2 separate regions of the Triticum aestivum genome follow, and region 1 is linked to region 2. Evidence: chromatin contacts called from public Hi-C data. All regions are on one chromosome and are shown on one strand. Each heading gives the region's core, a stretch centred on a gene start, on an enhancer-like site or on the middle of the called end of the contact. The rest is flanking DNA. Distances are from core to core; before and after follow the strand shown. Region 1 holds the start of LOC123137412 (eukaryotic translation initiation factor 2A). Region 2 holds the start of LOC123137410 (tRNA (guanine(37)-N1)-methyltransferase).

Region 1 (3,125 bases), core at 587-3,086, 140 kb before region 2:
AGTTACGCAAATTTTGAAGCATCAAAGGCCTGACTAGTTGGAATCATTACCCTGGGTGTGAATCAATATTTGTGGAACTACACTAGGTATGGATGTCTTAGAAATTAAAACAATAGCACCACAAATCTAGGATAGTCGTACCTATTCAGTAGTGATTTCAAACATTACAAAGGGTGATAGGAGATATTTATGTGTATATGCAGCTTTGGAACATTCATATATATATTATATTACTCCAGATTGCGTGTATCTCTTACTTTCCTAGCCTAAATGATTTACTTGCCATTAATCAATGATTTACTTGCCACTAATCAATGATTTAGCCAAGGTTAATTTTGTCCTAACTTGTGTATAATTATGTGCCTTGGTCACCGTGCCAAAAATTATACACTTTACATAAAGGAATGGAGGGAGTATATTATATTTACTTTTTTACTTTAAAAAGAACATAAGGTTCCCGTTTCACCCTCTCTTTTGCCCAACCTCTCCTTCGTCCAACATCACTATATATGGTCCCACATTCCCTTCTCCTGTTTGATTTTTTTCGTCCCATCTCTGATTTTTCTCCCAAATAGTAATATTCTTTGGCACGTCAATAAGTGCTTAACAATAAGATGGCAATTTTCCTCCCATATCTGATCTTTCTCCTAAATAATATTTTCTTTGGTAAGTCAATAAATTCTTACCAAGTAAGTGCTTAATCTCATCTACTAAAATGTTTACAGCAATGATAAATCCCGAACGTTTGGATTTTAAGCATGGCAACCCGAACGTTTTTTTATGGCAACTTTAGTTCACGTGAGGATGGCAAACATTGCAATTTTCTGACAAAAAAACGATCTGGGACAAAGTTGTCATGTCTTAACAACTAAAGTTGCCACCTCGCGTAGACTAAAGTTGCCATGTAAAAACGTTCGGGATGAAATGCTTAAAATCCGAACGTTCGGATTTTATCGGGGTCCAATGTTTATACCCCCGTTGCAACCCACGGGCAATTATTTAGTCAATGAAATGTCTGCAATGAACTAAAGGATACAATAGTAGATGCACTGGATAACAAAAAAACGTCCACCACTCCATCATATGAAGTGTTCAGCCTCGCTATTAAAAGTTGTACATGTATAATTAAGCATCCAAGTTCATGAATCATAATTTAAGCACCAAAGTTCTAGTAGCACGAACCAATTCGCCTTAGACAAGTTCTTCTGATAGTGCTGGTAGAGCGCAGTGGCGGTGTCAACGTGCCAGACCGTGACATTCTTGACCTGCGGCGAGGACGACTTCTGGAAGGTCTGCAGGTACGAGCCAGTGGGCGAGAGCGCCGCGGCGGTGAGGCCTGGGAGGTCGAAGGACCTGATGACGGAGAGCGAGCTGCAGTCGTAGACGGTGGCCGAGGCCGAGGCCACCGTCGCCAGGAGGCGGGAGCCGTCGCGAGAGAAGGACGTGGCGCTGCACGCCGTCTTGGGGAGCCTCTGCGGCGGGCTGGAACCGGGCGGGTAGGGAGGGCCGGGCCACACCGTGAAGCCGTCGGGCTCGCGCACTGCGGTTGGCCCCAGTCGCGAGTTACGTCAGACGGGCGCAAGATTAGGGGAAAGCACCGCGAGGGGAGGAGCCAGCGTACCTAGGATGGCGAGGGATGGCTGCTGCGATGCCATGGCCGACTGCGCGAGAAGGTCTCGGCGACCGGCGGAGAGATCAGAAGCGCAGCTGCGGTGGAGGCGGCGGCGCGGCGAGGGGACTTTGCTGGATGCGGGTGGTGCCTATGTCATGCCTTCCTCACTGACACATGGGGGTCACTGGTTTGTGGGCCTCAGTTTTTGTTAGGGCATTGTGGGCCTTTGTTCGTAGGTACAGAAACGGAAGAAAAACTTCGGCGGGCCAATAAACAGATTACGCTGCATTCCTGGGAAATGGCCGGCTCATTCTGGCGCGAGAGCTTTTTTTTCTCAAACAAAAAACCGGTTTTCCCTCAAAAAACAAAAAAGAAACGATTTTCTTTTGAGGAGCTAAATAACTAAAAGCCCTATTACAAAACAGAAAAAGCATATTTTTCAGTATAATTTTTTTGAGAGGGTTCAGTATAATTTTTTAAAAAGTTCGTGTATATTAAAAATATGTTCAACATATATTAAAAAAGTTCATCGTATATTAGAAAAATGTTCAGTGTTTATTAAAAAATGTTCAATAAATATTAAAAAGATTAGTTTGTATTCAAAAAATGATCACCGTATGTTAAATAATTGTTCACAATGTATTAAAAAGAAAAGAAAGAAAGAAAGAAACCCAAATAAAAATACGAAACCGGAAAGAACAAAAGAAAGGCACAACAAGCAAATGACAAACATAGTGGCGCACAACGAACTAGACCCATCCCACCACGCTCGCCAACAAGCATTGGCTCCTCTAGTGGATTTGACATCCTAGTGTGCGTGTATGTCGAGGGATGGATAGCGACCAAACACGCACCCCGCACGGTAATGGGCCGCCTGGCCGCCCCACTCGGCCGTCTTTTGTCATCGATTTTGGTGGAGTGACCCTGATCCTATAATCGATAGTTTTGTTTGAAAAGTTGATTCATCTTGAAGGTACCATATAAGTCACAGTTATCATGAGTCGTGGTGAAAATATATGTTGAACCGAATGTGCACATATTCATTTGATCCGACAGTCTTCCTCCCGATGATTGTATTGAAAAAAGACCAATAGAGTTATTTTTTTGCATGCCCTGAGCTATTGAGGCAGTCCACTTAGAAAGTGGGAACATGGCTACCCTGCCAAAGGAACAGTGTAGTATCTTTTTTTCCATCTCTTGTTACTGAGGTATTTTTCTTACCTATACAAAACATATCATATGAAGTTCAGAGTAATCACAGGAAACAATAGAATCAGCCAACCATGTGACGGAGGGTGATTGTGCCACTGAAATATACAACAGCTGAACCTTCCAGGAGGGATGCAAATGAGATTTCGCTCACATGGACGTTATACGTAGGCCCAAAATAATAGGCACACTTTTCTATTCATTATTTGTTGTACTATCGGCTATGGATTTTGCTACAGTATAAGAGCATCTTCAATGGGCGCGTTGGAAAAAACGACTATTTGACGTGCGCACGATCAAAACC
Region 2 (3,007 bases), core at 348-2,847:
CCCGCCGACACTGCTGCGGTGCCGCCGAATAGAAGGCCAACCGGCGCCCCTAAGCTCCTCCCCTTTTCTCTAATTTTGATACAAACTGCAAAGTTTAATTAAGATCTTACTAATATTTTTTTTAAAAAAAATTGCCTAGTTGTTGAAGTTCAGAAGTTGTCAGTCTCACAGATTCAAGATTTTCAATAGTAGCTCGCCCTGTCGTCCAAGTACAAAATCAAGGATCAATCTGATTCTAACTATCTATACAAGTCACAAGCCTGTAACTGATGTGAGTTCATCAGTTCAAATGCATTCATACTATTTTTGTTTGGTTCAAAAACAAACAATCATGCATTCTAGGAAAGTATGATTATGGTGCCTTCAAGCGTAAGAAGAAACAGAAATTAGAAGAAGAGTGGAGAACATAAAGACATTGATGGACTTGAATTGTTTTGCATATTTGTTTTCATCCAGGATTCAGTTAAGAAATCTATGGGCCCTGTTGATATTCTTAGTTGTTGATGAAGCGCCCCTTCAATCCTAATGCTATTATTGCAGGATTTTGTTAACAATTCCTGTAACTGTTGCATCTGCGCAAAGGAGCTTTTTTAAACTCAAGTTGTTGAATTCTACTATGACACAGGAAAGACTCAATGGTTTGGCGACAATAGCACTTATGTCTTGGAGAACATTAATTATAAAGACATAATTGAAGATATCATTTCAAGGAACGCAGGACAGATGGCACTTTTCAGTAGAGCATGAGGTCAGTTTACTGGTTTTAATCTTTTGCATTGCTACTTGAGAATTTTCTAAACATTGTACTAAATAACTTACATTTAAATTGTATAATTAAGTGATTATGCTTGAGTTATATTGGGCCCCATTTTGTTTTTCGCACCGGGGACCCGATTTCCAGGAGACGGCCTTGCTAAACAGGTTTAACAACTCTAAATTCTTGCTATGGTATTCAAGCTTTGACGGTAACTAGAAGTTCTTGGTCAATTCACAGAAGCAGGTTTAGTGTCATTTTTATAGTTCTCAAAAACAACAGACAAGCACCTCACAAGTTTAAAAATCTGCTTCGTTCCAGGGAGAGGTTAAGGCATACCTTGGTTCTGGATCTTCTCCGACAGCACCACAAGTCTGTTCTTGTCACTCCCAGGGTCCTCAACTACAGGCTTGACCCGCGGCATGTCCAGTAGGGGCCTGGAAGCAGGGGGGCAAGAAAATTCAGCGCTGCGCTACTACTCCGATGCCCCTACCGCTGTTAAACACGACGGCCACTTGGAAGTTGGAACCATCAAGATGTTGTGCTATCCTGCAACTGGGACCATTAAATCATAGAGGTGAGCGGCGGGTGTTACCCGGAGCGGAGCAGGCGAGTGACGGCGGAGGCGAGCTCCCGGGGGATGCGGAGCGCCCAGAGCTGCAGCTGCTGCTCGAACTTGCTCTCATCCAGCTTCTCCATTACCGCACACCCAGACACGCGCCCTCCTTTCCCTGAGGTTTCTAGGGTTTTGGACGCGGGGTGGGGGGAGGAGAGACGGCGGTCGGTGGGAGGCAGAACTCGCTCTCTTTTTTTTTTGAGGCTAACAGAACTCGCTCTCGGCCGGAGTCGTGGGGCGAGAGGCTAACCGTCGTGGGTCAGGACGCTTAATGGGCTGGATGAAGCATTGCTCGGCCCAAAGCATTTTTAGTTTTTGTTTTTTTAGAAAAGCATTTTTAGTTCACCACTTCGCGTTTTGGACCCGCTCGTTGGGCCAGTGCTGCGTCGGCTCCCATCGGTTTCGTTTTCGGGAAGGTCCTAGTCCTATAACTTTCCCTGGACAGGGTTTCCTTCCCCTCAAAAAAAAAGGACAGGTTTCCTTCCCCTAAAAAAATGGACAGGTTTCCATTTTTTATCTTTTTTCCTTTTTATTATTGATTTCCCCGTATTTCTTTCTGATTTTCTACTATTTTCTATTTTTACATTCGTGAATATTTTGAACACTTTGAAACAAAATAGTTAAGATTGCAAATGTTTTTGAATTTGTGAATATTTCCCAAAACCATTAGCATATTTGTATGCAAACATATTTGAAAATCACAAATATTTTTTCAAATTCGTTAATTGGTTGAAGTTGCAGACATCCTTCAAAATAGGAAACATAATTTTAAATTAAAAAATATCATACATTTTTATGAATTTTTGTAGGATTTTTGAATTCAGAGATATTTTTTAATTTTTGAATATTTTATCAAATCCATTATTATTTTTGAACTCATAAAAATTTCTTAAATTTAGATAATTTTTAAAATTTGCGGGTGTTTTCAAATTCAAGAAAAAAAATTAGTTCAAACGTACATATTCAAATTTGTGATTTTTTGAATTAGCAAACATGTTTTAGTTTCATTATATATATGTTTTGAATTCACAACAAATTTTTCGAATTTATGAACATCTTTTCAAATTCGTGAACATTTAAATCTTGCTTTTTAATAAAAATAATAAAATTCATGAACATTTTTTAAAAATCGTGAATGCTTTCTAAATCCATGCACTTTTTCCTTCAAAAAAGAACTTTTTAAAAATATAATATTTCACATTTAAATACTTTTTGAAAATAAAACCTAATTTTCTACCTTTTCTACGAAATTTTAAAAAGGGCAAAAAGGAGGAGGATAACATGTAAGCTTTTTTTAGACAATCTCACAAAGCATTATTAAATTGTCACAATGTTTACAGCAATGAATGTAAGGGATCCGATATGACCTGACCAAATATGGTGGCCAACCCCCAAGATAAAGCATGCCTCGCTAAATTTTGAGACTCAGCATTCGGGCTTCTAAATTCATGTATGAAATTATACCTAGCAAAGACTCTAGAAACGACAACGATTTATTGGATAATTGCACCATAACTTGTTGTACTTCCTTGCTTGACATGGATCCAATAAACATATAGATCGTCATCTAGTGCCAAAGCTTTCCTTGCGCTAGAGCTTCCAAAGCTATTGGATCCTCTATCCACACAAAAACTATA

What was found. Hi-C and Micro-C count contacts between places; a contact is called where the count stands out from the background.
Region 1: a Hi-C map of leaf shows a contact between it and region 2, with 4 times the contacts expected there. The contact joins the promoter of LOC123137412 here to the promoter of LOC123137410 in region 2. A contact is called at or near these places in 2 of 5 Hi-C or Micro-C datasets (both in leaf).

What each region holds. Positions count from the first base shown.
Region 1 is chr6B:447,349,321-447,352,445 of IWGSC CS RefSeq v2.1, reverse strand. It overlaps LOC123137412 (eukaryotic translation initiation factor 2A), which reads right to left and starts at 1,836. Exons shown (of 13, transcript XM_044557165.1): 1 at 1,622-1,836; 2 at 1,183-1,540. The coding sequence starts at 1,655.
Region 2 is chr6B:447,209,835-447,212,841 of IWGSC CS RefSeq v2.1, reverse strand. It overlaps LOC123137410 (tRNA (guanine(37)-N1)-methyltransferase), which reads right to left and starts at 1,597. Exons shown (of 11, transcript XM_044557161.1): 1 at 1,350-1,597; 2 at 1,094-1,191. The coding sequence starts at 1,453.